4 separate regions of the Mus musculus genome follow, and all the other regions are linked to region 2. The links are chromatin contacts, called in public HiChIP or PLAC-seq maps. All regions are on one chromosome and are shown on one strand. Each heading gives the region's core, a stretch centred on a gene start, on an enhancer-like site or on the middle of the called end of the contact. The rest is flanking DNA. Distances are from core to core; before and after follow the strand shown. Region 1 overlaps Slc9a2 (solute carrier family 9 (sodium/hydrogen exchanger), member 2). Region 2 overlaps Rfx8 (regulatory factor X 8). Region 3 overlaps Il1rl2 (interleukin 1 receptor-like 2). Region 4 overlaps Il18rap (interleukin 18 receptor accessory protein).

Region 1 (6,116 bases), core at 1,462-3,961, 1.0 Mb before region 2:
CGAGGGAAGAAGCTGTCATCGTCAGGATCCCGCTTCACAGGTGAAATAAGAGAGGCGCGTGAGGGCGATCCTGTGACATCAGATTCATGGCTAAGTGAGTGGCAGGGCTGGGTCTCTGGGCACCAGAATTGAGAGGACCAGTAGGGTACATTCAAGAATAGAATGCCCATCATAAGCAAGTGGATAGGCTAAGATATTTGAGAGTGAAAGGCCAAATGAATAATATATGTGCCAGGACAATAAATTCAAACCACAGGTGTCATACTGGGTGTACCATTACCTTAATTACTGTACAATGTGAGTGTGGAGAAACAAAAGGTTTTCTCATTATTATTCACCTACTTAATAATAGTTATTTGTTGGCTCTTTAATATGTACCACAAGTAGTTCCAGACCATGAGTTAAATAGACACCATCTCTTCCTTCATAATGACCACATCTTTTTATGCACGTCACTTGTGAGTGCCTGAATGTGCATAATAGTCTGTCACACAGGATACATGTATGCAACAACAACAACAAAAAAGTATTTAGAAATTTTCACATTAAATATTCCTAAGAATCCACATTGTAGTCCATGTTCCTCTTACTTTGACTCCTTAACACATTAAATTTGTTTAGCATTCTCGCTCTAACCCACAGGAACATATTCCCAGATCTGTCTGAAATCAGAAATAGTATGAAACCCTAAATGTGTATTATGTTTTGCATGCACATTCACACCGACGATGAATTTGAACTTATAAGTTAGACAGTGTATGAGTTCAGCAACAATTGCTACTGATAAATAGAATAGCTACAGGAATTTACTTGAGTAATTAGGTTGATGCAATTATTCTCTCTTGAAAGAAATAAGACCATTGAAATTAATGAGATGATTCATCCCTGAGTACGCTTGACCACAGGTAAATAGAATTGTGGGATGTAAATCACAGAGCAGGGAGGGTTGCTGTATCTCAAAGCATAAGCATTCTATACCACCAAAAAGAAAAGGCTGCATTGAGATTCTGAAATTCCAGAAGTGTGTTCCAGTGTCAGCGCTCATAATGCATTCTCCCTCCTTGCTCTTCCCATCCTACCCAGCTTGGAGTGTTGCTAGGAAACCATATTACTCCTCTCTCTAGACCACCAGCTGTTTCTGTGTATTCTTCTAGTTGGCTTTCACAATTACCATGTGAAGGAAGCAGGCAGAATGGCCACTGTGGTCGGATTTTATGGTGATGGTCTACCCTAGTCAAAATCGATGAAAGTTTCATGCATGAGTCTCAAGGACAGCTCGTTGTCTCCAAGGAAAGAATGGGCAGATCAGCTCCACCAAGGTGCTCTGGAGACCACAGTGAGCATATGACTCCATTGGTCTTTGAGGTTTCTGGACATTGGCTGAAAGTGATCAAGTCTCTTACATGCATTGGTACAATATATGCATACACTTACAAACATCCCCCTGTACACTTTAATTCATTTCTAGATGGCAATGTAAATGCCGGTTAAACTATACTATACTATACTATACTATACTATACTATACTATACCATACCATAGTATAATGATAACAAGAAAAAAATCCATTCATATCCAAGTATTTGATATCGATCCAGGTCTTCTGTAGTGTTTCTGATCCATTGTTTCTGCACAGAAACAGGCCTCGAAGACACTGAGACCAACCGGGAATTCAATATGCCTTTTCTTCCAAGAAGAGGGCAGAGAGACACAGAGAGAATGATGAACTAATTGTGGCCCCATGTCAACCACTTGCCAGCTGGGGTGTCTGGGGCAATGTAGTTAAACTCCCTAAACCTCATGTTTTCTTCTGTTTTGAAACTTGGGATGACATTTTTGCACTTCTATGAGAACTGAGTAGCACTGTGACCATTTAAGTAAGCGTGTAGCCAATGGCTGGCTGAACTAATGCTGTGTCCCGCTGAGCTATTATTATCTTATGGACGAGACTATGAGAGTCTCATCCATTTTTTCCTTGCACTGGGGCAAGAAAAGACAAGGCTGGTCTCACTATAGTGCTCAGCTTTCCAGCCACGGGATCCTGGGAAACCAGTCCAGGAATTGGGAGTAGTAGCAGAATTATCCCTGACTGAGACACAGAAATATGGAAATGGAGCTATTTCATGGCCCCGTGGTTGCCTGAGGTACTTTACATGGAAAAGCAAATCTTGTGAGGGTGTGGTAGCACATGTCTGTAATCCCAGCTGGAGGCAGACGCAGTAGAATAAAGAGTTCTTTGTCTCTAAAGAAGAGTCAAGAACGGCATGAATTACATGAGACTCAAATGACAAGAGCAACAACAACAAAAGAAAACCTGTACATATCTCTAAAGTGGTTTTCTACAGAGATCCAACCCAGGTTCTTATTAATGGCTAGAAGAATGAATGAATGAATGAATGAATGACCTACCAATAAGCCACACTTCCAAATACAATCATGCCTTTCTTTCCTTTCTTTTCAGTGTAAGCATCTATATCCTGACATGAAGAAATAATATGGCATTTGCCTGTCAAGTGTGAGTCAGGCAGAGTCACATGGAGAGCTTAAAGAAAATCACCATCTCTGTCTCGGGGATGAGCGGAGAGGTGAAAGAAGATAAAGACACCTCCAAACAAGAAGTGAACTTTATACAAGAAGATGATAAAGCCTGTGACGGGTGACGGACACAGTAAGGAATTACTTCAGGAAGCACCTCAATTATGACTCATTACTTTAAAAAGACTTAATTGCAAGTGAGTAAGCCATAGTTGTGCAGGCGCCACTCAGACAGCAACCCTCCCATGGCCGCGCATCGATTTCAGAAAGTAAACATACACTTCTCTTGGGTTCTGTTCCTATTGCTTTCTTAAAAAAGGGAAAGCTTGGTTATCCACAGTATCTTCCCGTTGTCCAAATAGACCTAGTAAGCATAAGGGACAGACATATGGCCCACCTTTGACAAATCAAATAGAAGACCCAAGGAGGTAATGACTCATCTGAGATCTAAGACTAGAATGGGAACATAGAACGGGATAGCCCTCTTTCTAAGGTACTTCGGGGTATATTTTCCTCTACATATCTTCAGCTCACACAGGCAAGGAAATATAAATACTAAAACAAAGGCAACAAATCAAATTCTGCAGGCCCAACTGTTTTGAGTGAGGAAAGAACAGGTATCTCTTCTTCAAGTGAGAAACCATCACAGCCTAGCCATTAACTTTAAACAATGTATGAAAATCTTTCTGTAAAGGCAAAATTTGTCAGTGAGGGTGAAGGCACTTGCTGCTTGAAGATGCAAATCTAATTAACCTGAGTCCTTGTAACTCATTTCAACTCGGATGGAGAGACGAGACTCTATGCTCATCCTCTGAACCCCACACATGTACCATGCACCTAGTCACAACACATACAAATCACACACACACACACACACACACACACACACACACACACACACACACACACATTAGTGAACCAGCTAATTACATTTTTAAAGGCTATTTCTTTTAAAAAACCTTATACAAACAATCATCACAGTATTAAACAATATAGATGTAAACAAATCCTCCTCTCAGTACAAATTATAATATCAGTGCCTAGTTACCTGGGTCAACATAGAAGATAATGCCCAGGAGATATCAGTGGGTGTTTAGGTCACAGTAAGCCAGGGGAGTTTCAGACAGAGCTGCATCCAGGTCCCCTGTGCTGAGACCTGATATTTTAACACCTATTGAAAACAGGTAATAAGACTTTACAAGTTGAGGAAGGACTCTTGCCTAAATTCCTGACTCTCAAAGAACTACTTTGTCCTAAATTAAAAAAAAAAAAAAAATAGCACCAAAAGAAAATGCCTGTAGCCAGGGGAAAAGGAGAGGAAACTGGACAATTCTCTGTGGCTCTGGGCCAGGAAGAAACTTAGCTGTGACAGAAAGAGAACTCACTTCATCCATACAAGAACACTAACTGGGAAATACACACTGAAACCCACCACCAAAACAAAATGCTGAGAACCATTTTGTATGAACAAGTTAGAAGGTCCACAGACTCAACCAAATAAACATCCCCTGGTGAAGTTAAGCTCACAGTAAAAAAAAAATAAAAATAAAAAATACAGCCAAGATAAGGCATAAATATCCAAAAGGGAAGTCAATGGAGAATTTACACCTCTAAATTAGGAAGAAAAAAACAGAATGCTGATGGAATCTATAACATGAATGTAAACGAATAAAAACAACAGGAAGAATGAAAATTAAGCAGTTTCAAAACAGCATGAGCCAAAGGCAGACAGACATGAAAAGGGAACAGAAATGTTGAAATGAACATGCAATTAAGATTAAAAGCCTAGCGAGTAGACTAACTATCAACTAAAAGTGTACTGTGGGCAGTATGGTAAATTGGAAACAAAAAGATTAGTGAAATACAAAAATAAATGACAGAGAAAGGAAAACAGAAAACAAAAATTTTTAAGGCGTGTAATAAATTCTATGGGAGAAAAAATCACATAGATTCTGAAAGACACTTTGAGACAGCAGCTGAATATCAGAAATAATCAGATACACACACATATACATTGCACACACACTCATACACACACACACCACACATACATATGTGTATGTATGCATACATATACACACATGCACACATACACACGCATGCACACACACATGCACATGCATGCCTGCATACACACATGCACACTCATGAGCACATACATACAGCACACAAACACACACACTCACTCATGCATGTGTGTATGCATACACACACACACACACACACACACACACACACGGCTAAAATTCAGGTAACATAATGGACCAAAGGAGAGAAGGCAGAAAGCAATGACATTTATCTATCTGACGAAAATAACTCAGTATAATTTTCATTGCAGACTATAAACAAATTAATGACATTTTCAAAGGGCTAGGACAGAGAATAGAAGAGCACTTGTCTAGAACTTACAAAGCCCTGGGTAAAACCCATGCCTCCAAGAGAAATAGCTTGAACAAAGCTAGAGATCAAGGCTGTCCCTGAAGTATTCACTGAAGAGTGTACGCACGGAGAAGGGAAATAATATAGAAGGAATAGGTGGAAGCGACCATAAAGAAAGCATGCTCAACACATTTATCAATCTAAACAAATGTTACCTATACAAACCCCTTATGAAATAATTTGAACTTTGAAATGGGATTTTAAAAATGTATAACTCTCAAGCATCTTTGGGAACAGGCGAATAACAACAATGGAAACAGCAAATGCTATGTTTGACCGAGTGGGAAGAAGAGGGGAAGGCCAGAGAGGAGACGGGGCAGTAATGCATCTGATAAACAAGAAAGATGCTGCAAAGTCAAAATATTGGGGGGAAAATAAAATAAAGACATGGAGTAAAAGCACAGATTAAAACGAGCCCCAATAAATCAGTGCAATAAATGTAGTAACATTCCTGATCTAAACTGCAGAGATTTCAATTTTTAAAGACAGAAAACCCAGTTATGTGGGTTTAATGAAGCACGTTTAAATAAAAATGATATGGCTGATTTCCTAGTAATATATAGGAGACATGGGCGAGCAATATGGGTATGAAAACATCTCTACAGAGAAAGGATTACAAAAGTCATTTCTATTTTGAGTAACAACAATGATACAAAAGATCAAATTTAACCGCAAAGGAAGCTGTAAAGGAGGAACTCAGTTGGAAGAATACTAAGTCAGTATCCACCTAAGATACCGAGATGAGCCAGATAAAGTCAAGTTTAGCAGAATTACAAATAGCCCCTCTTAGTGGTCAATTCTACACAGGTCAGAACTGATAATGTAGCCAAAACACAGTAACAGTATTGAAGAACTTAATGCCACAATGTATACATCTTGATCATCCTGTGTGTGTGTGTGTGTGTGTATGTGTGTGTGTGTATGTGTGTGTCTGTGTCTGTGTGTGTGTGTCTGTGTGTGTCTGTGTGTGTGTGTGTCTGTTTGTGTGTGTGTCTGTGTGTGTCTGTGTGTGTCTGTGTGTGTGTGTCTGTGTGTGTGTCTGTGTGTGTCTGTGTGTGTGTGTCTGTGTGTGTGTGTGTCTGTGTCTGTCTGTGATGTCTGTGTCTGTCTGTGTCTGTCTGTGTGCGTACACATTCATGCC
Region 2 (5,927 bases), core at 3,081-5,580:
CATTACTATCTCCTTATCTTTGTAATTGCTTTAAATTGTTTTCCCTGATGCTGAGTGATGTGCAAGGGAGATTGGGGGTGCCAGCGTGATGTAATGGGAGTCTGGATTAATGACAGTGATGTCAAAGCCCGAGAATGTGGAAGCAAACCAGAGCTAGAGCTAACACCATGCTTGGAAGACTTGTTGGGATGTCTGTCTGTCTATTTGTCTGTCTGTCTGCCTACCTATCTACCTACCTACTTATTTAAGATCACAGTGTGCCCTGGAAGTATATCTTGGTCTCCTTAGTGCCAAGTGATTATGAAAACAGGTTAAACTAATGTGATTCTCATGCTACATAAAGCAAGCAGGCACTTGCTGGACCCCAAAGAAACAAGAGTTCCCTGGGTTTTCTCCATGGGAGACTCAGGATCTAAGTATAGGTGAGTCTGAAGGAAGCCTGAGTGTACATGTTACCAAATATTTAAAAACTCTGGGACTTTTTTTTTTTTTTTTTTTGGTTTTTCAAGACAGGGTTTCTCTGTATAGTCCTGGCTGTCCTGGAACTCACTTTGTAGACCAGGCTGGCCTTGAACTCAAAAATCCGCCTGCCTCTGCCTCCCGAGTGCTGGGATTAAAGGCGTGTGCCACCATGCCCGGTGAAACTCTGGGACTTAAATAGTACTTAGAGTCATTTGACCCCATGCCTTTCCTGTCCAGGGTCACCAGAACCCAAGGGTCTTTCTTACTGGAGGAAGTGCAGCCACTAGCTGCTGCAGTGGGATGTCACCTCTGTCCTCCCTGGTCTCCTGCCTCCCCCGGTCTGGCTGGCCTTGCCCCTGCCCCATTGTTTATGAAATTCTAACAACCTAGGTTAGGATACAGCAGCTCAGGGGGTGGCCGATGAGGACTGCAGTTCTTCAAGGCACAGACTAACCACAGGGCCACCGCTGGTCCGTAGGCTTGCTCTCTATTCTGCTCTGGTGATTAGAAACTGCCAGAGGCTTGGGACAGCCCGGCAGGACGTGGACCCTCCTTCTCTTCAAGGCCAGCTCTGATATTGTGTGTGGCTTCCCTGTGGCCATAATTTAGCAACAACTGTGCTTTGGCTTAGGGCCTAATAAATGTCCTCATTGTCTGAATCAGAACCGCACTGGGGAAATGACGCAGGGGCCAGTGAGCCCAGAGACACACAGCCCTCTTGTCTGGCACCCTGGACTCCTCCCCTCTGACCCCCTCAGACCCCCTCTGACCTTACTCTCACTGTGCTGAGCCTGGGTGGCAGTAGACTCCAGTGCAGGGAAAGTGGAACTCAGATCTACCACAGCCTTAACTTGCTAGCCCAGCTCTGCATGTTCAAGCACAGCCAATGTCTGCAATGTTCCCTGTGTCCAGTCTTCCAGGTCCTGTGTGTACCAGCACTTTTGACTGAGACTTATGGCCAGACCTCAGGAGTCCTCTGTTCTCTCTCTCTCTCTCCCTCTGTCTCTCAAAATAACTTTTAGTTGGATGGTGGTGGCACACGCCTTTAATCCCAGCACTCGGGGGAAAAAGAGGCAGGTGGATTTCTTTGAGTTCGAGGCCAACCTGGTCTACAGAGCAAGTTCCAGGACAGCCAGGACTACACAGAAACACCCTGCCTCGAAAAAGCAAAAAGCAAAACCAGACTATTAGTGATGCTGCTGCTGCTGGTGATAGTGATAATTACAATGATGATGATAAAGGCTCTTGTTATATCTTGATCACAACTATGCCCCCCTACAAAATGCTGGCAAAGAGCTAACAAAATGCCTGTCCTGTGATAGACACTTGACATGCATAGTGTGACTGAGTGAGAAACAGATGGATAGTTAAACGGATGAATGGTGAGTGGGTGGGTGGATGGGTGGACCGGAAGATGAATAGATAAATGGGCAGACTGGACGAAGAGAGGGAAGGTCGGTGGGTGGATAAATGGACCTGAATATCATCTTATATGTGTTCTTGTATTCATTTCTGCACAGAAAAGATCCAGGAATTCTGTGTTGGCACAATGTAGGATTGTAGAGAAATCGTATTTCCTCCTGTTTCACTGGAAAAAAGCCTAGAGGCAGGTGTGCTGGCCCAGAGTTTGGAGTGATACGCTCCCTCGTGGAGGGGGAGGTGCCGCAGCAGGAAGCTTGTCTTAGGTGCTGGCCAGGAAGCAGAGAATGGAGAAAGCCTAATGCTCACATGGCTTTCTGCCTTCCCCACTCCTGATTCAGTTCAAGACTCCATCCCAGGAGATGGTGGAGCCACGTTCAGGCTCGGTCTTCCCTCCTACTCGGGGGTTCTGGGTGCATACATAGGCATCCAAAGCTCGTCTCATTAAGGCCCAGGTGTTCCTAAAGCCAGGCAAGTTGGCGATCGATCCACGTTCACCATCACAAGCCCACCCTCTTCAACTGGATAGCTGACCACTTTGAAACCATAAAATTCTACCCTTGGCCCCATGGGCTCATGGCTGCCCCATAACTCGAAGTGCATTCATTCCAAAACCTTCATAGTTTCAACACTGTTCAAAAGTTTAGTCTTCTTTCAGGCTTCAAGTGTGAGAGCATACAAGTGCTCTCTCTCTCTCTCTCTCTCTCTCTCCTCTCTCTCTCTCTCTCTCTCTTTCACACACATACACACACAATTCTGTCTCCAACTATAGCTACAGTGAGGCTAACACTGCAGTCTATGAAGAGGGGTACAGTTTAGTCCAAAATACAAGCCCTAAATGAAATTCCTAAAACATTCAAATTCTCCTTTTTCTAGCACTTTTGCAGAATCCACCCTTCTATATCTCTGGGACATGGAGCCCATATCCCATGAGCTATTTGGAATGTCCAAAGTAACATGGATGTTTCGATAACAGTTCTCACCACAGGATGAAGGGTGTGCCTCCCTGAAGGGCTTGTATTCAGGTAGTCTACCACACTTGCGGTTAGAGTACTGTGCAGAAACATTATCATTCACATTTATGTATATATCAAATACTCAGGAGGGAGGACAGACTGACACCATGACACAAACTTTTAGAAGAGAGGCTTCTGGGAGGCAGTGAAAGCCAGTGCTGGCCAACGCTCCTAGGTGTCCTCCTGACCATGGCTCCATGCTCTGAGGGGAGAGAGACAATCTAGTCTACAGCTCTGCACTCTCGGGCAAGAGGACTATGCTGACTTGGGTAGATGAAACTTCTAAGCCACGCCTCCTCCTCAGCTTAGCCTTAGCCCTGGGGCAGACAGGGAAGAAGACACCCGCCTCTCTCACACCCAGAGGGGGCACATTTCCTGGTGCAACTGGGACGAAGTCTGTTGTCTACTGTATATGTCTCTTAACACACATGGCAGCCCCACAGACATGACAAATGGAGCTTACAGATCTACCATCAACCCCCCAGTTCCTGTGTTCTGTGGAAGCATGTCCCGCTGCATCTATCACCTAACGCCACTCTCGTGTCTGGGTCACTAGTGGAAAACACCAAATCAGAAAGCAGCAAGACTCCATTTTCACGGTGGGTTTTCTTTTCCCACAGGAATGAAGTTGTGACCTTAATGATGTCAGACCCTTGCTTTTGAAGGGAACAAAGCATTTAAAATTAAACTCCAAGGTTGTCCCAGATACAGAAATAAACTTTTAAAAAATCCCCAAGCACGTGACAATCACCATATGTGCACAGGAACCTGGAGGATGAGTTTTTGATAAAGAGTTTTACCCCAAACAAATAAGCTCGCTGCAGAGGAAATTCTGTTCTTATGTTCCGGGACGGGTATCTTAGTCATACGGTTTCTCTGTTGTCTGTTTTTACACAGTGGCAATCTTATTGCCTTCGGAAAATTTCCTGACTATAGCAACGTTCTCCAGCAGGAAGAAACAGTGAGTATAAAATAGCCACATTCTAACAAATCCACCAGTATTAGGGATCGCATGTCAGCTGTGTCCTTATTCCTTCACCCTTTTGGTTTCGCCTTTGAGTGTCCAGCATACATCACTCTCAGCTAGGACAGACCTGGCCCCTGCCCTTGGGGACCACACTGCTCAGCTGCAGTCACTGCAGAGCTGTACTTCTTGAGGTAGAATTCTAAAGGGTACACAGGTGGTTAGTGACTAATTTGCTGCAACATGCCTCTATGGTATTCTTTCAACTCTTAGAATCAGGACATCGGAGCTATTAATAGCCAATCTCTGACACTGTGCGTTGAGCCTCACTTTAGTTGGCTAAGACATCATGACAGGACTTTGATCCCATTTCAGCTAAGTTTGCTAAAGCAAATTACTCTAAACTGAGCAGTTTAAACACACTGATGTCTCATAGTTCCAGGTGGTTCTGGCGAGGGCGCCTGCTGAGCTGTGGCCAGCAGGCTGCTTTTGCTGATCCTGGGTAGCAGAGCCTTCTCTGACCTCATACTTGTGAGTGAACCAGTTAATGAATATCCACCCCACCCTCCAGACCTAACCACCTCCCAGAGTTCCACTTCTAAAGTCTGTTCACAGGTTGATTACAATATCAATATAGGGATTAGAAGGAACTGTTGCTAGCAGATACGATCTCACTGACAAGAACCACTTTTTAAAACATTTGGGGGGGGGTAACTAGTACCCAAAAGTTATAAAGACAAAATCTCGTGGCCTTGTGCTGGAAAAGTATTGTCTGTACTCAGAAAGACACTGGGACTGTGTTGAGGGACAGAGAGTCCAGAACTGCAGAAGGGGCTGTGGTGGGTCAGATGTTACCCACGAGGGCTGGTCTCTCCTCTTGAATCCCCGCCAAGTGCCCTGGCAGTCTCTATACTGCCAGGAATTCACCCCAGGACACAGGTCGGCAGAGCAGGCCAGCAGCGTGGATGCTCAGCAGCTGGCTAAGCATCAGCCATGCTGTGGAAGCCGACTGAGCTGACTGCAGACCCATGGTGTCTGGACTTCCAAGTCTCAGGGTGCTCTTTCTCTCCCCCGAGTCATCTCCTTCCTGGTATTGGCAGAAGCTTTCCTAGGAGCCAAGCCATCCTTAGCCACAATTCAGAATGTCTGTTCAAGTCAGATGCAAGAATGCATCAAAAAGTGTAACCATCCAGGGGCCCGGAGAGGTGGCTCAGGAGTTAGAGCACTGGCTGCTCCCCTACAGAACCCAGGTTCGATCCAGCACTCACACAGCAGCTCACAGCTGTCTGTAACTCCAATTCCTGGGGATTCATGACACGAGGCATGTATATAGTGCTCATACCTGTGCAAGCAGACAAAATACCTATACACAGAAAATAAAATAATATTTATCCATAAAACTGAGAAGCTAGCCAGAGGAAAGAAGGGTCAAGGTGCTTTGTGACTTTTTAAATTTTTATTTTATTTTTGGTTTTTCGAGACAGGGCTTCTCTGTGTAGCCCTGTGGCTGTCCTGGAACTCACTCTGTAGACCAGGCTGGCCTCGAACTCGGAGATCCGCCAGCCTCTGCCTCCCAAGTGCTGGGATTAAAGGCATGTGCCACTACTGCCCGGCCTGGCTTGACTTACTTTAATTGGATCCTGTCCTTCCTCTTATCCAGTCAGCTTGACTATTTCACACCCAGCTGCAAGCCTCTTATTTGTCTTCCCTATAGTACTGGGCTCCTGCCTGACCGCTTTAGCCTGACATTCATTTTAGCTATGACAGACGGCCAGGGAGAACCTCACAGGTGAGGTGGCCGCTCTAAGACATCAACACAAAGTCAGTGCTCTGAACAACACAGAATGGTTGTCTTGTGTCCTGTGGGGTGTGAGTCCCCCCATCAGTTCTCATCAGGCTAAGGTCAAGGTGTCTGTAGAGCAGGTTTCTAACTGCAGGCTGGGGGAATTTTCCAGCATCTAAAGGCCACCTATATTCCTGGGTTTATAGCCCCACACTCTGTCTTCAAAGCCAGCACAGGGTAAGCCAAGTCCTTCTCTGAGCTGAGTTCAGCCATCTGTTTTCAA
Region 3 (6,737 bases), core at 3,247-5,746, 660 kb before region 2:
GGTTCAGCATTCCAGTGCTGGGATTACAGGCCTGGCCCTCTTTGCTTGTTTTCTTGTTACCTTTTCCATTGTTCTATAAAGGCTTACTTAAAACATACCTTGTCCAGGGAATTCATCCCTGCCAAATATAAATAACTTATATCCACACTGTTTCTCCAGCACCTCGGGCAAGATCTTCAGTACCAGTGTGTCTACATCATGGCCCTGGCTTCCTCTCGGGTACTTGGGGTATAAGACATAGGCATCATACAGCTTCTCATCTGAAAAGGAAAAGAGTCACGCTCAAGAAACGACTCCACCAGAGCCCTCGAGCAGACAGTGTGAACCCTGGGTCACTGCCATGTGCACTGCAGGCTCAGCCCAGTGACCTCCACATGCCCTGCTGGCTGACATGGCATTCCATGTTCTCAGAGCCGATCTGTGAGAGATGTGGCTCGTCCTCACTCAGCACAGGGGAATAAAATCTAGACTGAACAGGTGGCAACGTTTCTGCAATTCCTAGCTGCATCACAAGTCTCCCACTGCGTCTCACTAATTGCAGATGTAGGCAATTGAGACCTGTACTAACTATGCCAAGCAAAACCGGGTGAGTCGTCGCTTCTAATCTGGCATACCAGAAACTTCATTATTTTAATGACTCAATCTGTCCCGTATCATTGAGAAGTCCAGCACTACGTACAGCACACAAGGTTAATGTGTCCATCGATGACAGTGTTTCCCAGACAACCAGGAATGAGAGCCATTACTGTGTGCACCAGGGCAAAGATGAACAAGACACATCATCGTACTGTGCACACCACTCACATATGCAAAATAAAATGGTAGATAGCATTTAAGATGACAGCAGCCAAAGGAACACACAAAGATTTCTCGTCGTCTGGAGTTCTTCGCAAACAGTATTCATAGGAGGTGCGTAACAACTCTTGGCTGAGAAAGAGTGGGGAGAGATCAGAAAAAAAAAGTAAAGATCTAAGAATACAGGTTACTACAGATGTGAGAGAGAAGCCAGCATTATATGTGAGAGAGAAGCTGGCACCGGTGTTTCTGCATCCCTGCCCACTGTCAGGCAAGGAAGGTGCTATAGAGCTAAGTGGCACTGGGGAGAAGCCCACCAGTACCGACCAGACATCTTAAGCGAGCTCGACAATAATATCCATGGTTTGGGAAGAGGAGGGTGTGGGTCCCAAACAATCAGCTTAGGGATCATGGGTATGTACTAAGGAGGTATCGATTTGTGTTTGGAGACAACCAACCCCAATGACTTTTTCCAGTATAAAATTTAGTGCTAAATAGATGGCTTTCCAAAGTTCTGGAATTTTTTGTTGTTGCTGTTGTTTTTGTTGTTGTTGCTGCTGTTGGTTTTTTCTTGGTTTTTTGGTTTTTGGTTTTTGTTTATTTTGAGAGTGAAAGGAAAGAATAAAGAGACAGAGGGGTGGAGATCTCGTAAGCTCTTATTTCTTGACTGTTTAAGAAGGCATTGAGCCTTCTCATGTAAAGATTTAGATGTGTTTAGACTTACACCCTCAGAAAGCCTTGGCTGCCTGCTGCCCCATTTATATCAGGGAGCATCCTCCTTGGGAAGTGCAGTTCCCAGGTTAGCACCCAATGTTATCCCTCCCCAGCCCCAGGCACAGCTGCCACCACCCACCACGGGCTTCTCTCCCCTCCAAACTTCTCACTCTCCCTCCACTGGCTTTGCTTAAATAGAAAACAAGAGAAATTACATTTGCCAAATGTTTTCTTTTTTTTTTTGACAGAATCCCAGTCCTCTTTCAAAACAAGGCATCTGAGGACACAAGTTCCCCTTGCTCCCCCACTTTCTATACTTGGAACAGATGGAGAGAGATGAGGTAGGACAAAGCCCCATGTCTTCTGAAAACTTAAAACAAAACAAGGCCCCAAACTGTATGTCTTTTCTTCTAAGTGTTTTCTTTCCATGCTGCAGGCTAAACCCAGGCTGCTGTGAGTACACTTGGCCACTGAGCTAGCGGAGCCACAACCCTCAGACTAAGATCTGGAGCAAAGGCGTCATTAAAGGACTTGTTCTCCACATGCACCGGGGATGCAGCACTATCAAAGACACATTTGGAATCCACGTTTGCCTTTCTTAACACAGCCCTCCAATTTTTAACAATTATTATTATTCTATTTTATGTGTGTGGACGTGTCACCAAGGAGGCCAGAATTACCCTGCAGTGGAGGTTCTGGGAATCCTACCAGAATCCTCTAGAAAAGCAGTCACTGCTGCTAATCTCTCTAGCCCCAAGGACAGGATCAGATAGTAGCTCGGGGCGCTTTCTGATAAACTGCAAGACGTACACTTGAATCTAAGATTCTGGGAAGGAAGCTGAGATCAACGGGGCTGCACCATTTCTCAAAGGTGTGCAGAGTTCTCTAAACCTAAGTCACTCATTTGTCCTGGGGTGGCCAAACATGATTTTGAAAAAAAAAAAATAGGGCAGCTATTTCCATGCCTCCACGTATAAGCTCCAAGAACGCTTTTGGTTAATTATGCCTTTTCAGATCCTTTCCAGAGCCCCACAAAGCAGTGCTGCGTAAGCCCTCTCCTTTAGAACTGAGTCATTTTCTGAAGTCCTGTGTGACGGAACGGACACAAAAAAAACCCAGATCGAGGAAACAAAGAAAACAAGGCTTTGACCTGTCTCCTGAAAGCCAACATTATCCTTCCAGGAAGTCCCACCTCCTCCACCCAGAGATGGAGTGACAACAGATGCCCTTGTGGAGAGGCAGTGAGGACAACAGCCAAAGGTAGCTGCTAGTCAACCGTTGAGGCCTCAGATGTTTACCCAGCCCACCACACACACACACACACAGACACACACACACACACACACACACGCACACGCACACACACACACACACACACACACTCACTCATAATAAAAGGCTGCTGCGCACCATGAAGTTAAGGGAGCAGCAGCGGAGGAAACAGTGACAGGCAGCACAGATGATGAACCGGTTACCTCCCGGAACTTAGAGCATCCCTCGTGGCTGTTCTGAGGAAACTCAGATGTGCTGGTGGCTGCTCCCAATATCCACGTCTCTCAGAGGCAGAGGTGGCAATTTATCTCTGGCCTGGCCAAGCGTTTTTTTTTAATTTTCCGAGGCTACCGAACCATCCCTTTACGTAAAAGCACCTGTTCACACCTCTATTGCTGTCTGTAAAACCTAAATGAGATCATGTCTATAGACTGATATTTATGAGAAATTGCCTAATGCTTCTCCAGTTCCCTTCTCTCTTGATGTGACATTCCAGAGCAAATCAAGCAGTCGATAGATAAAATTTGAATTTAAAAGATACTTTATCTAAGGTCCTGTGGCCGAGTTGCCTGAGGACTGGCTTGTCTGTCCACCCCAGCATGCACAGAAAACATTGAAGTGAACACACATAACACATAGGATTGTGTTTACTTTGGAAATGCTAAAGGCCACCAGATTCCTTACATTACAACACTGTTGTAAATGGGACTCTCCACAGGAAACTGTCTTTGGAAATGAGCCCCAGAATGATCTATGTTATTTCACAAACCACAGAAACATGTGTGGGGAAAGCCAGAGTTAACTGACGTGGCTTTAGTCAGGAAAGCAATTTTACCTTTAGAGACCAAGACCTCTCACCAACTCTGAGCTGTGCTTAGTTTGTTCCCTTATCTTTTGTTGCCTGATACACCTGCTGGGTTAGCTCTAACTGTTCTAGTCCATTGCACGCTGCACAGAAGCGTCTGAATGGAATAAAGCTAGCAGTGCACATATTTTTCAGCCGACCTGTTGCTGACCACTCTTTGATTCAAGTCTTGCAGATACTGGGGTACACCTAACACGCCAGTTCTGACATCACCTGGGGCAGCATAGAAATACAGGACTCCCTGACTTCAAGCAGGCTTGTGAATGGCTGCCAGACTGTAACTCGTGGGTCACTTATCTTTACCTTTGTGTGGCAAGGCTTGACCAACCAGGTTAGAGTGAACTTTGGCAAGAAGGACATAATGTCTCTCTCTCTTCCACATCCATATTCACTATACTGTATATGTTCCAGAATATTTTCCCAAGAGAATTCAGGCTGTCAGCAGGATTCATGATCAACCTCGGAAGCTCATCACTAGATCATTTTAGAGACTTTATTCAAAGTTCTTTGACGTTATCCAAAGTTAACAATGGTTGGGTAGGTGGAGAGGTGGGAAGATTGAAGCAAACACTTTCCAAAATTAAAAAATAAGAGCAAAAGAATCATGAGGCTTCCTGGCCTGTTGTCAGATCCAATCTCCAAAGCCACCACCCCTGGCTGTGCTGAGCTGGGAGGAGTGGGTCCTGATGTGTCATCTGTTGGGCTCCCCGGTTCCACAGGGGGGAGTGAGTCACTCCTCCTTCCATCTCTTGCTGACAAACTCAACTTCTCTGCCAGGCAGCTTTATCATACTATGTGCACACCATAAATAACTAAGGCAAGGCTGTACTCACACTTCTGGGAGTTACAGTGAGTCAGAGGTGTGAACACGCAGGGGCCAGAGAGGCTGGAGCTTCCAGAAACACCACATGAAAGAACGTCATGTCACATTCTCTTAGTCAGTGGAGATAGAAGGCAGACCACTCCTATCTACTCCAGAAGAAATGAATGCTGTGGTCTCGTCACAAAGGGACAGCCAGGGAGACAGGCAAGCACCTCAGATTGTGTTGGCCTGGCCAGGCAAGGACCATGGCTACATCTCACCACTGTTAAATCTCAAACCCGGGACAAAGGGCTGAGGTGCTGGCTGCCAAGTTCTCCGTGCATTCCTCAGTCCCTACCTGTTACAGGATCCTCCAGACTGGACTGGCATACCCTGCCCCTACCCTGAACTCTCCAAGAGGATAAACTAACTGACTTTCCTCCAGCTGCCCTTCCCTATATATTCCAACCTTCTAGGTGACCCTTTGTCTACTTTCTTGGCCCAGGCTGGTTATCAGCTGCTCTTCCCTCTCCTCACAAGGCTTTGTACTCCCCTGGATGTCCCTGCCCCCACCCCAGGCTATACTCCCCTTTTATCTACAATAGACTCTCTTCTCTACCACTCTGAGGAATAGTCAAGTCCTTTTCTAGTTATTTCTTCCTTTTCATTCAGCCATCAACATTGGGCTACAACCCAGCCTCTGGGTTACCAATTGTTGAATTCTGACATTTAGCTAAATACAGTTTGAATCACAGCATCTGTGTTTTATCAACAACTTGTACACAATAATCTGTGTGGCGACTTTTGTACACAAACAGCTGCTTAGAACAAACAGCTTTTTTTTTTTTTTTTTTAGATCTGCTACTCTGAATGTGTTTGGACTCTGAGTTGCCTCATTCCCTTGCTCCTGTTCAAGAAAAATGTTTGACCTAAAAAGACATGCATTTCCTCATCCCAGTGCACGCCAGCTGTGTGGATTTCTTTTGTCTTTTTAATTGTTTTTATAGGCAAATAAGGGACAGCAAAGCAGACTGAATGGTGTTTTGTCTGTTTTGTTTTCCATAGGGCCTTACTAGATCAAATTCCTTCTGAAACTTTTTTGTTTGTTTGTTTAAATCAGATTGTATTAAAACCTAAATGGAGAGAAATCTTGGTTCTGTAACACAGGAAGGCATTTCTGTGTGAAAAGAAAAAAATTGGCGGCAGGATAGAGACACCAGTGAAGGCTCTGAGCAGAGCTTTGGCCTTCAGATCAGTGAAAAAGGACCCCTGCCTCAGGCTCCTGCTAAGTACTGAGAGAAGCGGGCTTCTTCCCTTTCCTTTGTCCCTCCTGTACCTCATTCCCTCCCTCTCCCCCTGCCTTCCTCTCCCTCTTTATGACCCTCCTTCTGTAGCTGAGAGAAAGAAGATATCTCACCCAGCCACCCAGTGGAGAGCTCTGAGTAAATCCAGGCAGGTCTTTTTTGGAAGCCAGAGACATAAATTACTTCAGGTACCAAGTATAGGGTTTACAGAGAGGATAGCATCACTCTATGACCTGCTGAGTTTTAAATTGGAGGGAGAAGGGGGTAATATATGCACAACTGCTCCAGCAGACATCTCTTTGCTTCACAGACCCAGAAAATAAGATCTTTCTCATACTGCTTCCTAGAGCAGGATGGCTCACTACCTCCTAGAGCAGGTTGGCCCACTGTCATCTAGAGCAGGTTGGCCCATTGCCTCCTAAATCAGGTTGGCCTACTGCCTCCTAGAGTAGCTGGCCCATTGCTTTCTAGTGCAGGATGGCCCACCACTAGCCTCTGCTGCTGCCTAGTGGCTATTTCCTGGTCACTACCTGTGTTCCAGCTTATTGGCAAAGGAAGCTGATAATCACAGACAAATCATTTCTCTGAAGCACATGAAGTCCTCCTGAGACACTGAACACTAAATTCTCCAGCCAGGAGAAAGGATTACCCACATATAACAATAGGAGAAGAACACTTAAGAGTAGGTAGACAGCAATTTTGAGGCTTTGCTCCCAAAGACCACCACACATACTTACCATCTGGAGCCTGGGCAGTGTGGAAGGCGCTTCTGTACCAAAGCATGATGTCGATCTTAAAGCTGTTGTAGATGAACAGAACAGATACAACCAGAAGTAGGAACGCCATAAGCCCTCCTAAGAGGTAAGCCCTGAAGTCTGGAACTGCAAACGACAGGGAAAAGTCAATGGCCGAAGGTTAGTTTTACCTCCACACTTACACGTGGCTCTTAGTCAAAGCCAGGTGGGAAACGTGAGGCTACTGCTTG
Region 4 (6,577 bases), core at 2,820-5,319, 850 kb before region 2:
TGTAGTTTATATTTCAGGTCATTCCATAACCTCCATCTACAGTGTTGTTAGATGTAACTAGTGTCTCAGGCCACAAGTAGTGTCTCAGGCCGTTCAGCAGTGTGCTTGCTAAAAGAGATGCCCAGAGGATTGGCTACCATCCACAAATAAAACAGGAGGCTCAGAGCCCCCAAAGCTATAGAAGCTAGTTTGTGAGGTACTCGACTGCCCATATAGAAAGGAGGAGACTCTGAGGTGTGGCCTGTAGGTAAGTGCTGGTGTGTTTAATGATGAGACCTTGAGATAAGAGTAAAGAAGAAGTTCCAGAGAGGAGGATAGTAGGACACGCCAGTACGCAGAAAGGGTTAAAAAGTGAGATTGACTTTACTGAGGAGGGGGAAGGGTAAAAGGAAGGGTGGATGAATATCAATAGAAATGATTTTAAAAGCAAAATAAAAATAAAAATGTGTAACACACCATATCTACCTCTGACCCTCCCAGGGTTTTGTAAAAACCCCAGAGTTTTCTATAAATCAAAAGATAAAACAGAGGAATGGATACAGAAAATGTGGTACATCTACACAATGGAGTACTACTCAGCTATTAAAAAGAATGAATTTATGAAATTCCTAGGCAAATGGATGGACCTGGAGGGCATCATCCTGAGTGAGGTAACACATTCACAAAGGAACTCACACAATATGTACTCACTGATAAGTGGATATTAGCCCCAAACCTAGGATTCCCAAGATATAAGGTACAATTTGCTAAACACATGAAACTCAAGAAGAATGAAGACTGAAGTGTGGACACTATGCCCCTCCTTAGAATTGGCAACAAAACACCCATGGAAGGAGTTACAGAGACAAAGTTTGGAGCTGAGATGAAAGGATGGACCATGTAGAGACTGCCATATCCAGGGATCCACCCCATAATCAGCATCCAAACGCTAACACCATTGCATACCCTAGCAAGATTTTATTGAAAGGACCCAGATGTAGCTATCTCTTCTGAGACTATGCCGGAGCCTAGCAAACACAGAAGTGGATGCTCACAGTCAGCTAATGGATGGATCACAGGGCTCCCAATGGAGGAGCTAGAGAAAGAACCCAAGGAGCTAACGGGATCTGCAACCCTATAGGTGGAACAACATTATGAACTAACCAGTACCCCGGAGCTCTTGACTCTAGCTGCATATGTATCAAAAGATGGCCTAATCGGCCATCACTGGAAAGAGAGGCCCATTGGACACGTAAACTCTGTATGCCCCAGTACAGGGGAATGCCAGGGCCAAAAAGGGGGAGTGGGTGTGTAGGGGAGTGGGGGTGGGTGGGTATGGGGGACTTTTGGTATAGCATTGGAAATGTAAATAAGCTAAATACCTAATAAAAAATGGAAAACAAAACAAAACAAAAAAAAGATAAACTTATTTAGCAATGAATTTACAGAGTGTGGTGTTAGAGGACCTACACATGTCCTCCTAGTGTTATTTCTTTCTAAATGAAGTTTAGACATTCACAATGAACTCTTGGGCTTTCATTTTGTAAATAAATATCCGTTTGACCAGCAGAGGGCGCTGAATCACTGTGCTCCAGAACCCAGTTCTGAGCAAATCACCAAGAAGTGAAATCACATGAGACAAAATTAAATGATCCCTATCAACTGACTCTGCTTTGTTAAACTCTAGAATCTTAGGGGGGGGGGGGTTCAGTGAATTTGTTCCATACAAATATAAAAGGCTAATTAAACAAACAAAAATTCTGAAAACACTGTTGGCTTATATGGAACTCAAAGGATGTTATCAATAATCGATCTAAAATAAGATGAAATGCATGTATTTCTCTAGTTTTCTTAGCTTGGTTCAGGTGTGTGTGTGTGTGTGTGTGTGTGTGTGTGTGTGTGTGTGTGTGTGTGTGTGTGTTTGTGTGTGTTTGTGGGGGCGGGGAACTGAACTCAGACCTGAAACACTTCTTACTTTCTTTTCTTGGTGCCGTAATTTCAGCCTGCAAAAGCCACTGGCCTCAGAGGACCCTCCCAGTGAAGGTGCTTACACGGCAGGCAGACCTTCTGCTCCAAGCAGTAAAGTCAGTCACTGACACTGCAAATACACTGACCTGAGACTTGCTGAAGCCAGCAAAGCTTAAAGCAGCATTCTAGCCCATACAACATGATGGGTATTGCAACCATGTCTTGTGGGTGAATTAACAGAAGTGTCATTGGTAATAATAGGACTTGTAATTTGTGCAACTTACACTTGTTTGGGACAAATCCCTGACCTGGCATGCCTTGTTTTCATGTGGTAATAACCCAGGTGATGGGTTTCCTAAAACCAGACTTAAAGATTCAAAGTTAAGACACAGCCTCTTTGGGTGGTCTCATACGAAGATTATGGCTTCATCTTTCTCTGTCTAAGGGGACTGTGAAGATGGCAATAGTCAATACTCTGACTGGGCATATGACCCATCCTCAAGTGACATTCATCGCAGACCATACTGAGTTTCTATATACTTAGGTACCAGTCTAAAGGCAAACCAGGTCTAGCCTCAGTGAGCTCACATACTGTCCTCTGCCTGCTGCTGCGACAGTCCTGTTTTATGAATGAGGAGAGCGGTATATAAAGCTGCCACTTGCTGAATCACCCCAGATTGGTTAGCAAAGAGAATATTTCTAAGTCCCATAAATCCCACAAAAGTATCTTCTACAAGGTTCCTGGTAACTAGAATGAGCTAGAATTGTTTCTTCAGTCTTTCCTGGTGTAAAGCCAGAGCAAAAGGAGGAGAGGAAGGAGGAGGAGGAAGAAGAAGAGGAGGAGGAGGAGGAAGAGGAAGGAGGAGAAGATGAACAAGAAGAGGAGCAGGAAAATTAGAAGAAAAAAGAAGAAGAGTAAGAAAAGGGGGAGGAAAGACTAGGAGGAGGAGGAAGAAGAATTAGAAGAGGAAGAAGAAGAATAGAAAGAAGAAAAAGAAGAAGAGAAAGGTGAAGAGAAGGAGGGGGAGGAAGAAGGAGGATAAGAGGAGGAAGAAAAATTAAAAGAAAAAGAAGAGGGGGAAAAGAAGAGGAAGAAAAAGAGGAAGAGGAGGAGGAGGAAAAGAAGAAGAGGAAGGACCTAATCCTTCGAGATAAAACACTACCTATCAGGCATTAGCTACCTCTGACTTTTCTCATGGGCTCTGGCTGGCAGGAGGCATGTGAAATCACAACTAAGACAGTTCTAAGAAAAGAGAGCCAATAGATAGGGAATAACTAAGTAACAGTGTCTTGTCATTTAGACAGGGAGTGGCACACTGGGTGTTCTTACCCCCCAGAGTCTCATCTTTGTTCTTGTAGGTTCGACAGAGCAGGACAACTTCAATCCAGTACCAGTAGAGGAAAGCAGCTGCCACCAGAACGCCCACCAGCATCAAGGCCGTGCCGAGAAGGATGTATACAAACACCACTAAGGGAAACACAGAGATCTGAGCAAACACATCTAGACCAACACAGCCTATTATGTAATAGAAAGCCATGCTGCTATCTCTGTCATCTCAAGTCTGGATGGAATTTTCCACAATTAACTCTAGAGAGCCAGGTTGATGGGAAATTCCTGATGAGCTGACCTACGATGCTGAGTCATTTTACCTATTTTTGTTCCTACAAATGTCTATAGAGCTCATCTGTACCTTTCCTGTTGCCTGTTGTAAATTACATTTGCGGGTGCTCATCCCCATGGAAGTCTAAACATTCCTAGACTAGGAGTCACATCAGCACCTTGCACCCTCCATGACTCAACTTATAAATAAGGGATCTGCATAGGAAAGCTACCGTCATGGCACACTTACAGTGTCACACTATGGCCAGAGGACATTTACTCTGCTGGACTGTGTTCCAGTCATCGACTGAGCAAGTCCATGATTGGCCCAACCTCATCCCTGGACATCTTGCTAAGGATGGAACTGTTCCTCATGGGCATTTCTCAGAGTTCTTGTCATGGTCTCTGGAAGCCAGCAGGGGCAAATGGCAAAGAAAGTGATGTCTGCACACTGGGCTGTCCCAGTGGGTGGGGGTAGGTGGGGCTGGGGATTCTTGTAGGTACAAGAGGGATAAGTAGGTTAATTGAGTGCTTTAGGGAATGAGTAAGTGGGAAGGCTATATGAATGGGCAACAGCATGAACAGAAAGTCTGGGTGAGTTGAGTAATGGGTTCTTCTGCACACAAATTAGTTGTTACAAAGCTCAGGTCAAAGTCAGTTGTATGGTCATAGTCAAGGCCTTAAAGGAACTACCACGGCAAAGTGCTTTAGTGTCTGGAAAGCTTTCACAGCTAACACTGATGCTCTTTTTGGGAAAATGCCCCTTCCCCTTTCAAGAAGAACAGTTGTCAATCTCTGGGAACAAACTTCTAGGCTTACCCTCTTCCTTCTTCCTCAGCCGTATGGTCCGTGTTGTGTTCCCAATGGAGTTCTGGGCAAAGCAAACAAACTTTCTGCTGAGATCTCTCTGGGTAACTTCTCTCAAGAAGATGGTACGTTCAATGACTTCATTCTTGAAAGTGGATTGAATTCTAGAAAAGGAGGGGGAAATTCACACCCACTCAGGAAGATCAACTGCCATTCGTGAAGCTGTGCTCAGAAAGCTGACGAAGAGCCAGTAGGAATTTCTCGTAAGAAGACTGTAAAAGATCAGAGACAGACAGAGGAGGCTTGTTCTTCATCAATGGATGGAATCTGCTAAGGCTTTGCACTAAAGCACAAGTTACGTGTGGCCCTCCTCTGGACTTCACTGTAAGAGTCCCCCTTTGGGAATGAAGAATATTGATAATTTATGAACAGTCTCCCTCTGTAGACTGTTTCCTTCCCAAGCATGAAGCCCTAAATTTAATCCCCGGAGCACATGTAAAAAGCCAGGTGTGGTAGCGTGTACGTGTAATGCCAGCATTGGGAAAGCAGACAGAAGTGGATCCGTATGGCTCAGTGGCCAGACAGCCTAGTTCAGTCAGGAAGAAATTCTGCCCCCCACCCCCAACCCCAAACAAGATTAGTGAACTTTGAGGAATGAAAGATGAGATTTACCCCTAGCCTCCAAATGCAAGTACACATATGTCTACATACACCTACACACCTACACACCTACACACACACACACACACACACACACACACACACACACACATCATACCACACCACACCTAATTCCTCTTGAGGCTTGCTACCAGGTACTTGGCTGAGCACTGACTATGGACTCTTTAATCTCTTCCTTCCTCACAACACAAACTCTAAGGAGTCAGGATATGAACATCCTGACTTGGTAGTGTCAGGGGCAAAGTTCAGTGGAGGAAGAGTGGTGCTGGCCACAGTAGTGACATCATCATTACTGTGTGACTTTAGTATGTCCCACCTCCAGCCTGGCACCCAGATCTCTGACCCACCCAGAAAACTGACTTTCTGCATTTACTTAGTTCCCATTTTCTATGTCTGCATCATTCAGTGGTCACATTAAGGGACCATGTTCAGATGGGTCATGCCGCTGTGAGCCTACAATCAGTCCACAGAAGTTTTCTGCTTGCCACACATTCTGAGGTACATGTGGCTTCTACCTCATCTGTCCCTTATGGTGACCTTGAGAAATGAGGTTTTCTGTCATATACCTAGGAGATGGGGCCTCCCTCACAGAAGGCCAGAGTCACCTCGCCACTCCTGGAAAGCAGACTAAAATCCACAGGTGGGGTGGCTTGAGAATCTGGGCTCTGCCTCACTTCTCCTACGTAGAGTCTCATGCAGCATCCGTTTGAAATCCAATGTGTTCCTTGATGTTAGAACCTCTTGCTGAATGGCGTTTCCCTCAGTAAAATCTTTCCTTTACTGTTTATCTATACTTTTCAAAATATTACATTAGTCCAGTGAAATCCTTGAAAAACTAGAGAGAACATGCTGTGGATTCTTATCTGGAGGGGTTTCTAATACAGAAAATTGGTAGGACACATCTCCAATTGACATGTCTGACTGGCCATGATGGGTCCCAGATCCTTTGCTCTAGGATAGAGACTTACTTTTCTAGACATTGGAGGGCTTGGCTCTGAAGGTCTACAGTTTTCCTTTCAACTGGTCAAGTTCTCTCTCCTATAAACTCTGGGGAGTCTGTTAGTCACAGATAACAAATGAAGTCTAGTTATCATAAAATGTTTCAGCCTGCTAGTATTCCAAGACAGACATCTCTCCTCTAAGGCTCTATTCCAGGGTAGAGCCATGTCACCTATTCTCTTTTGCCAGAATCTATGCTATGGTGCCATTTCCTTAGCACCGAATAAAAGCAGAGTTGAAGATTTGGTGGGGCAGGAACCACCCTCTTTAGTTTGCTTTTAGAAAAAAAAAAAAAACCCTTTTGTGGGCTGAGGATTTGGCCTAGTAATAGAGTATGTGCTCAGCACAGTGGATGTCCCTTTTACCAAGACAAAATATGAAAGCTTGGGATATTGTTCAGTTGGTAGAGTGCTGGCCTAGAATGCATGATGCTCTTGGTTCAAACCCAAACATACAGAGGATATTGTGGTACATGCCTCTAATTTCAGCATTTGAGAAATTAAAACTTCTCCCACATAGAGAGTTTGAAATACATGAGATCCT

What was found. HiChIP or PLAC-seq counts read pairs in DNA pulled down with a chosen protein or histone mark.
Region 1: a FOXA1 HiChIP or PLAC-seq map of pancreatic cancer cells shows a contact between it and region 2. The contact joins two enhancer-like sites. A contact is called at or near these places in 1 of 115 datasets of contacts at active chromatin or transcription factors (pancreatic cancer cells) and 1 of 9 other capture datasets (embryonic stem cells).
Region 3: a contact with region 2 is called in a FOXA1 HiChIP or PLAC-seq map of pancreatic cancer cells. The contact joins two enhancer-like sites. A contact is called at or near these places in 3 of 484 Hi-C or Micro-C datasets (embryonic fibroblasts, group 2 innate lymphoid cells and myeloid progenitors), 1 of 115 datasets of contacts at active chromatin or transcription factors (pancreatic cancer cells) and 1 of 9 other capture datasets (embryonic stem cells).
Region 4: a FOXA1 HiChIP or PLAC-seq map of pancreatic cancer cells shows a contact between it and region 2. The contact joins two enhancer-like sites. A contact is called at or near these places in 1 of 15 datasets of contacts at CTCF or cohesin (stem cell-derived epiblast-like cells), 14 of 484 Hi-C or Micro-C datasets (3T3-L1-derived adipocytes, B cells, cerebellum and 5 more) and 1 of 115 datasets of contacts at active chromatin or transcription factors (pancreatic cancer cells).

What each region holds. Positions count from the first base shown.
Region 1 is chr1:40,688,331-40,694,446 of GRCm38.p6, reverse strand. All of the region lies in intron 1 of Slc9a2 (solute carrier family 9 (sodium/hydrogen exchanger), member 2), which reads right to left. Among named protein-coding and RNA genes, the nearest start is that of Slc9a2, 9.7 kb to the right of the region's middle. Within about 2 kb of position 2,711, at least 5 of the 459 cell types and tissues checked have an H3K27ac peak or open chromatin away from gene starts, as enhancers often do. A contact at or near this core is called in pancreatic cancer cells, where this site is marked.
Region 2 is chr1:39,693,829-39,699,755 of GRCm38.p6, reverse strand. Rfx8 (regulatory factor X 8) reads left to right here. Exons shown (of 15, transcript NM_001145660.1): 5 at 3,795-3,858. Among named protein-coding and RNA genes, the nearest start is that of Rfx8, 24 kb to the left of the region's middle. Within about 2 kb of position 4,330, at least 18 of the 459 cell types and tissues checked have an H3K27ac peak or open chromatin away from gene starts, as enhancers often do. A contact at or near this core is called in pancreatic cancer cells, where this site is marked.
Region 3 is chr1:40,356,715-40,363,451 of GRCm38.p6, reverse strand. Il1rl2 (interleukin 1 receptor-like 2) reads right to left here. Exons shown (of 11, transcript NM_001356478.1): 9 at 6,490-6,633; 10 at 99-260. Among named protein-coding and RNA genes, the nearest start is that of Il1rl2, 35 kb to the right of the region's middle. Within about 2 kb of position 4,496, at least 82 of the 459 cell types and tissues checked have an H3K27ac peak or open chromatin away from gene starts, as enhancers often do. A contact at or near this core is called in pancreatic cancer cells, where this site is marked.
Region 4 is chr1:40,539,828-40,546,404 of GRCm38.p6, reverse strand. It overlaps Il18rap (interleukin 18 receptor accessory protein), which reads right to left. Exons shown (of 13, transcript NM_010553.4): 10 at 4,367-4,518; 11 at 3,278-3,415. Among named protein-coding and RNA genes, the nearest start is that of Il18rap, 28 kb to the right of the region's middle. Within about 2 kb of position 4,069, at least 22 of the 459 cell types and tissues checked have an H3K27ac peak or open chromatin away from gene starts, as enhancers often do. A contact at or near this core is called in pancreatic cancer cells, where this site is marked.